Regions from separate parts of the Anas platyrhynchos genome. Here region 1 is linked to region 2. A link is a contact called in public Hi-C data. All regions are on one chromosome and are shown on one strand. Each heading gives the region's core, a stretch centred on a gene start, on an enhancer-like site or on the middle of the called end of the contact. The rest is flanking DNA. Distances are from core to core; before and after follow the strand shown.

The links. Hi-C and Micro-C count contacts between places; a contact is called where the count stands out from the background.
Region 1: a Hi-C map of subcutaneous adipose tissue shows a contact between it and region 2, with 2.2 times the contacts expected there. The contact joins the promoter of NOD1 here to the enhancer-like site in region 2. A contact is called at or near these places in 3 of 8 Hi-C or Micro-C datasets (liver, skeletal muscle and subcutaneous adipose tissue).

The regions. Positions count from the first base shown.
Region 1 is chr2:115,708,646-115,714,092 of IASCAAS_PekinDuck_T2T, reverse strand. It overlaps NOD1 (nucleotide binding oligomerization domain containing 1), which reads left to right and starts at 1,518. Exons shown (of 11, transcript NM_001310381.1): 1 at 1,518-1,733; 2 at 3,466-3,640; 3 at 4,295-5,447. The coding sequence starts at 1,518.
Region 2 is chr2:115,629,476-115,634,235 of IASCAAS_PekinDuck_T2T, reverse strand. No RefSeq gene overlaps it. Among named protein-coding and RNA genes, the nearest start is that of ZNRF2, 5.5 kb to the left of the region's middle. Within about 2 kb of position 2,430, at least 3 of the 8 cell types and tissues checked have an H3K27ac peak or open chromatin away from gene starts, as enhancers often do. A contact at or near this core is called in subcutaneous adipose tissue, where this site is marked.

The sequences.
Region 1 (5,447 bases), core at 269-2,768, 81 kb before region 2:
ACAAACATGCAGGTACCTGCCTTGCTATTAGCTGCCTGTGCCAGGAGATAGGGCTGTTCTAACTTCAGGCGCTCAGCTCTTCATCTGACGTGACATTTTCTTTGTCTGGGGATGGTGGAAATTTTCCATTTTTCTTATGAAAAGATACCGGTGAAAGTTACTGCTTTCTCCAATACTGAGTATCTTTTTTTTTTTAATCCTGAAGTTAATATTGCTACAGAAAATATCACTGAGTACGTCATCGTGCGCGGGTTTAATATTGCCAGCTGTAGCTTCCCCGTTCTGCCTTTGTGCTTTTTCTCCCTTTCTCCCCTGATGCCTTCACCTTAAATGCTTTTCTGAATCCTCTCGTTTCTCCATTGTCTTGTGCTCTAGGAAGAAAATGTGCATTAGGATAATGTGGTCCTAGAGCAACCAAAGCAAGCAGGAGATGTTGGGTAGGAGCAGTGGCTTGAAAGAGAAGTGTTAGTGTCTGTGTTGCCTGTGTTTTAGAGGTGACTCGATCTCTTTAACCGAAAGCTTGCAAAAGCTCTGGAGGAAATGATGTTTTCAACATCTGTTTGGTCTCCGTGATGGAGTTCAGTTCCGAAATGAGTTTTCTTAAAGAAAGGGATGTGCCTGCGTGGCTCCTAGGCAGCGGGGTGACTCAGGAGTCAGCCACTCGACCCGCTGGGTCATGCGCGTGGTGCACTGCAGGGCTGATCTGTCTGAGCAGATGCAGTCACTCACTCGTGGTCGGAAAGCCAGCTCACTGGGTCACGTCACGTTTGGTCGGAAGAGCTCTGCCGTTTTGGGGTTGGCTGCGACCCCAAACGGTTGTGCCGGGGATGTGCTTTGCTTTCCTTCAGCCAGGGCTGTCGGAGAGTTCACAAGGCCTCGCTTCTGAGGACAGTCACCCTCCTGGCAAAATTTTACACAGAGGCTTTCGTTGTGACCGAAGACAAAGGGAATTGCTAGGAGAAATTAATTCCTCCTACAGAATTAATTGCTACGAAATAGAATTTGATTCCCCTTTATTTCCTTGTCGAGCTGCGTTTGGACAGATGCCCTGCTTTGTCTGTTGAAACACGAAAAGCTAATAAAAATATTCAATTATGCACGAGGAACGGGCAGTTAACAAAGCAGATGCAAGCGTTGTTGTTTGAGGCAAGCTGCACCGCAGTATTTATATTACAGGGGAGACTGCCTGCAGTAGTTTTTGGTTTGTTTCTTTTCCAAAAGCTGAATAAATGTCTGGAAGTGCATGAGGAAGATAACAGGTTGTGGGTTTTTTTTTGGATAAAGTTGTCAGTGGTGTTGTGCAGAGGCTGGAATTACTCTTTGATGGCTACTTGCAGGATGCATCTGCACAGGGTAACGTTTACATTGAGGCTCTGTGCAATTTACTTTTACAGGCTCGGTAACGTGAAGGACAGATCGCCCGTTTCCCTGAAGCTAACCCCGAGCTGACTCCTCACTGCAGCCAGCCAGCTTGCCAAAGATGAGGCTAGACGGAGCAGCTTCTTGCTGTCTCGACTATGGAAGGCCAACTTTGTGCTAACTTGGAGATTTCCTTGGAAAAACCTCCAGGAGCAAGCCCGCCGTCCTGCATTGCTTTGCTGAAGATCTACCGAGAGCTTCTGGTCAGTAAGATCCGAAACACGCAGTGTTTGATCGACAACTTGCTTTACAATGAGTACTTCTCCACCGAGGACGCCGAGATTGTTGTTCAGTTTCCAACTCAAGCAGATAAGGTATTGTTTTCATTTCACTAGCCAACCTGAACTTTCTGTTACTTTCAACTTTACTGTTAGGTTTTATGAGCTTGATGTCTTTCCCAGTCTTTGTTATTTTGGAGACTCCCCACCCCATTCCTTCTGGACAAGCATCTCCACCACTTCTCTTTCCAGCCCTGCTGGCACTGCTCGTAAGCCTGCTGGCAGCTGCCAAAACGAGCAGGTTGGTAATTGCTGCTCTGTGTCCCCAGCTGCAGCTTTGTCCTTGGATAAAGAGGTGGCCACCGTGGCTGTCAGTGCAGCTTGCTGCACACAAGCCTTCATTATAATATAGAGTATTTTAAGGAAAATTTACTTTAGGAAATGTTTGGACGTGGTAAATGTTTGTAAAACTGATATCTCCTGACACGCTGGGGTTTGGAATTCATCTGTGGGCATCAGGAGCAAAAATTAATTCCTGTTCTTTTGATAGGAGAAAATCATCAGGTGTGCACAGTTGCTCTGTGCGTCGTGACCCAAAACAAGCTCCTCATTCTCCGACCAGTCGTGCAGCTTCGGAATAGTGGCAGGCAAACCGTAAAGAATTCAGAGAGCTTGGACTTGCCTAACAGTGCAGATTTTCATAAAATAATCATTCTTGCTGGCGAGCTGAGACGCTAACACAGTGCTCACTGTGTGCAAGGTCAAAGCTGAATAAATGCACACTGTACCATCATCCCCTTTTCTTTTTGTTCAGCATAATATACATGCTTGTTGTAACAAAGCTGAGGGGGAGGCCGTGCACCAGGACTCTAAGCAGAGACACGGAGCAGGCCACAAGAGTAAGTGAACTCTGTGGGAGCTTGTCTGGAAGGGTTAAAGTTGTTTTTCAGAGCACACAAAATGTCAAAAAAATACCATGATTTTGCTGTGTCCCATGTAACTCGCCCTGCTTTACTCACACAAGGCCATAGTCTCTCAAAACCCCTTGCTTGAACTGAATTCTTGATTCATTCTCAGCAAGAGGATCCAAACATTCAAATTGAGCCCCAAAAAGATTACTCTGTCCTGAGGAGGATTCGGTACTGGGGTTGCCTTGTGCTGGTTGCACAGAGATCAGGCTCTGGTTTGCCTTTGGAAGGATTCGCCTTGAGCTGCTCCAGACACTCTTTGGTAGCCATTAGCTTCAGTAACACTTGCAGGCAACAAGTAAATTGTACAGAGATAATCTTGCTGTAGTGAGTTGCTGTGTGAAAAGAAAGAATTGCAGGTTTTTTGGATCTGCATTAAGATCCAGAGAGAGATTCTGCCTGCCCCACTCTCAGTCTAGCAGGATCCAGAGGTAAATCTAAATGTGACTGGAATATCTACAAACCAGAGGAATTAATTTAGGGCACTGAGAAAACCCCTCCATCTTTTTTGTTTTAAGCCTAGGATTTAAAATATACTCAGCCAGGCTGAGCTAATCCTTTAGTTTCCGTGTTGAGGAGAAGTATTTATCCATGTTGTTTGTTGGGGTTTTTTTAGCCTATGATTTAGCTAAAAGTTGAGACCTTAATCTGCAGAGCTGACTTTCTTGCAACATCCCAATACAAACAGAAAGTGAGGGTTTTGATGGTTGAAATTCAGAGCTAGATTTTGAATTCGTTTTTTTTTAAGCACCAGTTTTGATTTCAGGATCTTGTCCCAGTCCAAAAGGGATCCTAAAGCAGCCCAGCAGTACAACAGTCATCACTATGCATCAATGATTTTCCACGTGTTGTTTCTTCAGGTTCGCAAAATCCTAGACTTGGTCCAAAGCAAGGGAGAAGAAGTTTCGGAATATTTCATCCGTGTCCTACAGAAAGTCACTGATGCTTACTATGAACTTCAGCCTTGGCTGGATGAAATAGCTTATGAGCCTTCAGAGAATATTTGTAGCAGACCTGTGGTAAATACAGATCCAGGTAAGGCCGTGCATCCATATCCCTTTCGTTAGGTCTGCCCCATACAAGAATTACTTTGCTTCCATTATCAGTAAAGCTTCTGTTGCAATAAAAACCCAGTGCAACACTGCACAATAGCTAGGATTTTCATTTTCTGTGTCAGCCTAACAAAGATCTCTTGAGATTCCTGCTTTCTAAAGGACATGCTTGCTGTTTGCAATAATAAAAATTACCAAACAAGTTAGGAAAGAATGACCACCTACCCAATAGAAGTAACAGGTAGAATATAAACAGAGGGAAAAGGCAGATGCCAAAACCAATCTGTGACCAAAACCCTCTGCCTTTGCAGAGACAAATCTTTAACAAAGGTTCAAGGGCTTGACTTTGAGTCTCAGCTGAAAGACGGAAGCCTCTTAATGCAGTGCAGCGTCTTGGAGTCAGTACTGGTTTTCAGGAGATGGTGACATAACTCATTACCTCTTTCATTAGCAAGGTCGTTAGCAAATCTCTGATTTTTCCAAGAGACTAATAATGGCGGCCCAAATCCATAGCAGCAATCTGCCAGAGAACTGATTTTACAGAAGAATTATTTTAACTTATTGCCCCTCACAGTTCCCACCGAGGCGGGTGATCATACGCAACGGGCTTTTTAATAACACTTCCCTGTCTTTTCAGTTAGCAGGTATTGCCAGAAACTCAGATATGAGCTGGGACGAGACTCCAAGTTCGTTATGTCGTATGCTCAGAGGGAAGAGATGCTGCTTGAAGAAACTTACTCTAACAGCGTTATGGAGCTGGTCAGTTTCACCAATGAGAGCCTAGGTGAAGTGTGTCAATTAGAAGCCCTTTTTGACGATGCAGTCGGGCTAATTAATGAAGATGGAGAGACGATTTATGTCTTCGGTGATGCAGGAATTGGAAAATCGATCTTGCTGCAGAAGATACAAAGCCTGTGGGCCAGGAAGCAGTTGGACATAGGGGCCAAATTTTTCTTCCGTTTCCGATGTAGGATGTTTAGTTGCTTTAAGGAAGACGAAGCCGTGTGTTTGAAAGACTTGCTCTTCAAATATAATTGCTACCCAGACCAGGACCCCGCGGAGGTGTTCCGTCACATCTTGCAGTTCCCTCATACGGTTCTTTTCACTTTTGATGGCTTTGATGAGATCTATTCCAACTTTGATCTCAGCAGCGTTCCCGAGATGTGTTCACCCGACGAGCCCACCCACCCGCTGGTGCTGCTGGTAAGCCTGCTCCGAGGAAAGCTTCTGAAGGGATCCAAGAAAGTTCTAACGGCACGGACGGGAACTGAGATCCAAAGGAACATCATTAGGAAGAAAGTCTTGCTCCGTGGCTTCTCCAGCAGTAACCTGAAGGAATACACTGCCATGTTTTTCAAAGATGAGGGGCAGCGAGCACTGGTGTTGAACCAGCTGGAAGCCAACCCCAATCTCTGCAGTTTGTGCTCGGTGCCTTTATTTTGCTGGATTATCTTTAAATGCTACGAACACTTCCGCTCCATGTATGACAGCCACGAACTGCCAGACTGTTCTGTTACGTTGACAGACGTGTTTCTGCTCATGATTGAGGTCCACCTGAACCGGTCTCTGAAAACAAGTTTGCTGAAGAGCAACACCAGGAGTCAAGCAGAGATGTTCAAGGCAAGAAAGGAAACCCTGCTAGCCTTGGGTAAAATTGCCTACAGAGGGATGGGGAACTCCTTCTTCATCTTCGAGCAGGAGGAGGTTACAGCAGCAAACATCTCTGAAGAAGATTTGCAGCTGGGTTTTCTCAGGACAGTCAAAGGTTATACCGGCTGTGACAGTCAGTC
Region 2 (4,760 bases), core at 1,181-3,680:
AAACTAAGCAACTCTGAAAGTCTTTCCAGGTTTGGGTCCTAAAATTATTCTGGAAATATGCAGTTACTTATGCTTTTAATGTGAGGAAGTTTATTCTTGTTTTTATAGAGATTGTGTTTAGAACCTTCTGCCTTTTGTTTGAAGTTTATGCTTTTCTGAAGTTTCTGTCACACCATAAACAACTGTATTTTGTACACTGGAGTCACCCATGTGGAAAGATAATGTTCACCAAAAAAAAGATAACCTAGCCTTAAAAATAAATGAACATTTTTCCTTGTCTTATAGATTGACCATTTTGTACAGGAAGAAGTATGTGGAAATAATCTACTTGAAGAAATGGCAATTTGTGCTGTGCATTCCACTACATCTGCTATAAAGTAGTATGATAAGAAATGCGCTTTAGTCTAACAATTCTAATGGGCACGTATATTCACCATAATAATTTCTAAACTGTTCTCCATTCAGAGTTGGATTATTGTAGCCAGTGAGCACCACAGTACTCACCAAGGCCAAATGCCATTCACTTGAATTTGCCATTTGAGTGCATAATCAGGCAGTAACTGGTTCTTTAATAAACTGCATTAGTTCTACTTGTTAGTTTGTTGTTTGTTTGTTTGTTTGTTTGTTTGTTTGTTTTTGTTGTTTTGTTTTGTTTTGTTATCATCTTTGCATGCAGTATCCCATTGTATATACTTCCTGACCTTTCATGCATCTAGAGCCCCCCCAATGCTGTATTTCTTCAAAAGCTACAGCACAGACCTCTTTTGTTATGTTCTCAAGGAATAACTGAAGACAAGTAGCAGCTTAGACCATGCTCATCCCTACACTACAGGCGTTTGCACCAATTCATAAATGAAGTGACATCAATCTATGTTTATTTGGGCAAGGCGTTAATACACAGATCTGTGGGTATGGGAGTGTGGGGGTGGATTAGTTGACCTATAAAGGTCCCATCCAGCTGATTTTTCTGTTTCTGTGATTTCTAAGAAGAGGGGGTGGAGGACAAACTAACAGATGGGAAGTGTGTTTACTCTCTCTTGTTTTCAGATCTCCTATATCAGCGCCCAGCGATGCCAGCTGAATGTGGAGTTGGGGGGGAGGAGTGTTGATGGCTTCAGCCCTCTTTTTTTCTGCAGAGGGAAATAATACGAATCTTTCAAAGTTTATTCCTGAATGACATTGTTTTGTCTTGCAGTTCAGAGTGCTAGACCATGAATCCCTTCTGCACCTAGAGAGGCATAGTCTTTACAAAAAGCTTGGTCTGAACAATTCATGAGGGTTAATAGAGAAAGCACTTCGAGTCCTGACACACTGAATATTACACAGGTAAAGCAGTCTTCAGAAGCTGATTGCAGACAAGTTCTTTCACAGGATAGATCTTTCATTAGCAGTACTAATTGCTTGAATGCTAGACATCTACTGAAAGAGATGAGTAAAAGGAAAACAGAGTTACAGAAACAATAACAAAATGTAGGAATGACAGCAGGTGGTAGAGCCATGTGACATTAGATTTGCCAAGTACAATTTGTATTCTCTCAGGTTCTTTGTTTTCTGCCAAATATTACCTTAAATTCTCAGAATCCAAGAGAAAAAAAATACCTTTGTCTTAATTTTTGCATGGTATGTGGTAATATTTTCAATTGATAGTTGTAAGTATTGTTCTTTTAATATATTATATCCTCCTACTTACAGTCTGCTACTGATAAGCCTAATAACAAGAAACAAAAACATACCAGGTAGCTATTCAAAGGGCCTTTAAGCACAGCTGCTTGGGCAGTCATGCTTGTGCTGCCGGGACTTGCAACAAGTCAAAAGGACAGTAAGGACTTCTAAGTACAATAAAAGCAAGGTGCAGTAGTAAATGTATCAAGGTAATACTTCATTAATGAGTGGACAATGAAGAATATAAAAGCTTGTAACTGGATTTTTCTGAAGGCCGTACTGACTCGGGAGGAATGTCAGAGAGCTCCACTTCCCATTATCTGCCAGAAGCGTTTTTTGCCTAGGCTTCTGTGCACCATGCCTGGTGTAAACCAGGCACGAGGGCGGTGTAAAAGGCTCCATCTGTTGTGCTGGCTCCGATCCACTTGGCAGAAGACAGAACCCATGAAAATAAGAGATGAGGAAAGGGAATTGTGAACCCATTTCCTCCTCTCCCCGCTCTATCTGTTCCTGGTATATTGACTGGGAGCAGGAGGAGCAGAGTCCTTGCTCTTGTTTCCTTAAAAAAAAAATAAAATAGGGGAGTTGGGGTGCTTCATGCCTCTTGCTCTGCCCTTCGGTAAGAGCCCAGGCACCATTCATGGTCTGGATTCAGAGGTTTACATTTCTTAAAGAAGCAAAATGTTTTCTGAAGAGTGAAAGAAAAACAAGAGTCATTTTACCACTTGGGGAACCCAGCATACACTTCCTGGTTGGTTGCTCTGCTCTTAGCTGGTTTCGTTTCTGCATTGAGAAAATGCCAGGCAAATAACAAATCAGGTTCAAGTTAGAACAGTGCTTGTAAGAGTTTGTTGTAGCAAAACATTTCTAGATGATGAAATGTTCTAGACAATGGGACTGCATGAACTCAGCCTCATCAGGAGGTTCTCATTGGGATGAGTACTGCTAGTTAAAGGATTAGCCACTTCTGTAGAGTACCTGTACCCCTTTAGCAGGGTCACAATTCATCACGATAATTCAGAACCTTTTCTTTGTCCCCATTACTTCCTAAGCAAAGCTTTTCCTCCAGAGTCATGGTAGCTCCTCTTAAACTCACACGCGATGTGATCACAAAATGAAGAGGGCCCCTTTACAGCTATACGAACCCATACCAAGGACAGACAGCTCTACACATTTCTTATGAAGGTCAAACAGGAAAGGAAAGACCTGTTTGGTTGGAAGCACATCACGAGGCTGGGGAGAGACTCGGTTTCACTCTGAATAGCAATTCTTCCTCTCTTGTGAATGGAAAAAATGCAGAGCAGTCTGGTATCATATGTCCACACTGACATCTAGTGCTGAAAAAACTGCACTAGCCAGTGGGGAAACAAAGGCAAAAAGGTGTTGGACTGGAATGAAAAATTAAAAAATAGAGCAAAGCAACCCTCCTGCTTTAGGAAAGTGACTGCCAGTGAGTGGCCCTCCCAGTGGGAAGGAGTTGTCATGGCTCTGTGAACCTGGGTGCTTTGGAGGCACCCCTTGGAGAAGCATCCTTTGGAGAAGCACACAGCCAGATACTCCATGTGGCAACCCCTTGGTGTCCCTGCAAACCTCTCTTCAGGACGCGAGGAATCGTGAGTCTGTTTTGCAGCCACTGGCACTGTGGGACTCAGCAGAGCAGTGCTGCCAATGGCCCAGTAATCTCTATTTTTTCAAATGAAGCTTTCACAGGTATAAAATGTTCTTACTTCCCAATCCAAGAAGAGGATTCAATTCCCTGGTAAATCAGAAAGCGTATCTCCCTCTCTAAGCTTTTTCTAGAGAAAGGCATCATTTGCTTAACAGTGGCTTTTAGTCGTTAATGTTCTCTTACCTCCTATTTCAACACAAAACATTCTCGTTGCTTTCCCACATGCATACAAAATTGCCCTTTGTAATATTTTGCTGTGCCTTTAAGGGCAGGCAGAGGCTGAAAAACAAAATATTTGTGATTTTTCATTGTGATTTCTATCTACCGTAGGGAGGTAAAAAGCAATAATAATGTACAGAATAATGAGTATTTTTCAATGTCAGCTGCCAGCATACTTCTTCTCCTGTCACCAGGGAAATTGTGAGATTAAAACCAAGTGCTCTGTGTGCTTCAGAAGTGATATATGCATGTCAGCGTTGGATAAATCATCAAAGGAGAAGAGCAGAAAGGACAGATACAAAACCGCTGAGATCAATGGACTTTTTTTTTTTTCGTCCCCCATTGAATCCCATGAGCTTTGGATCAGGTCCCAGGGGAATGTCAGAGCTCTGCCAGCCCCACTGAGACGCTGCTGTCCAAATGCCGGTGTGCTGCTTGGCAAGCCCCAGCAGCAAGGTTCAGCAGCGGCTGGCAGATGCATGCTCCACAGAGGGAATCCTCTTGTTCATAAACTGTATTTCCCAGCGGGACCCAGCACAGTGCGCTTCTTGTTTCTCTGCATGGAGGCAAAGTGGGTCCTGACCTACCAGGCCCTGCTGCTCGTGATGACATCCTCATCCTCCAGAAGCCCTGTGCTGGGCTCTGTGGTGCATTGGCAAGCTATCTCCTGCCGTTTGGTGCCACCTGAGAATAGCTTTTACCTCCTCCTCACAGCACAGCAAGCAGCAAATGTCAGGATTTAGCCCTGACTGCTTTGTGAGTGTGCAAGCCTCGAGAAGAAATATGGCATTTATCTTGTCATTAGTACTCTTCCCATCCTTAGAGTCAAGTATTAAAGTGCAATTTCCTCTTTTAACTTTGCAGTTCTTTATTTTTTCTTGAATGATAATCACAAAGAAATAAGCATATTGCAACATCTAGGCTGCATTTTTTCCCATCTCTTGTAATCAACAACCATATGCAGATTTTAAAAAAACGATTCAGATTCTCGTGTCTGGGATGGACAGATTGGGATGAGCAGGGAGGATTGGCAGGCCCAATTAGACAATGAGTAGCATAAGTAGCTGTCAAAAATAAGGATAGAGCAGGAGAAAGCATGTGGCATCTCTCACTAGATAAGCTGTAATGATTGGCATGCTCAGTCAGAAACGTTCTTTTTCTGATTTAATGGGGGCTTAGAGTAGTCTATAGACGAATTGTCTCACAGCTG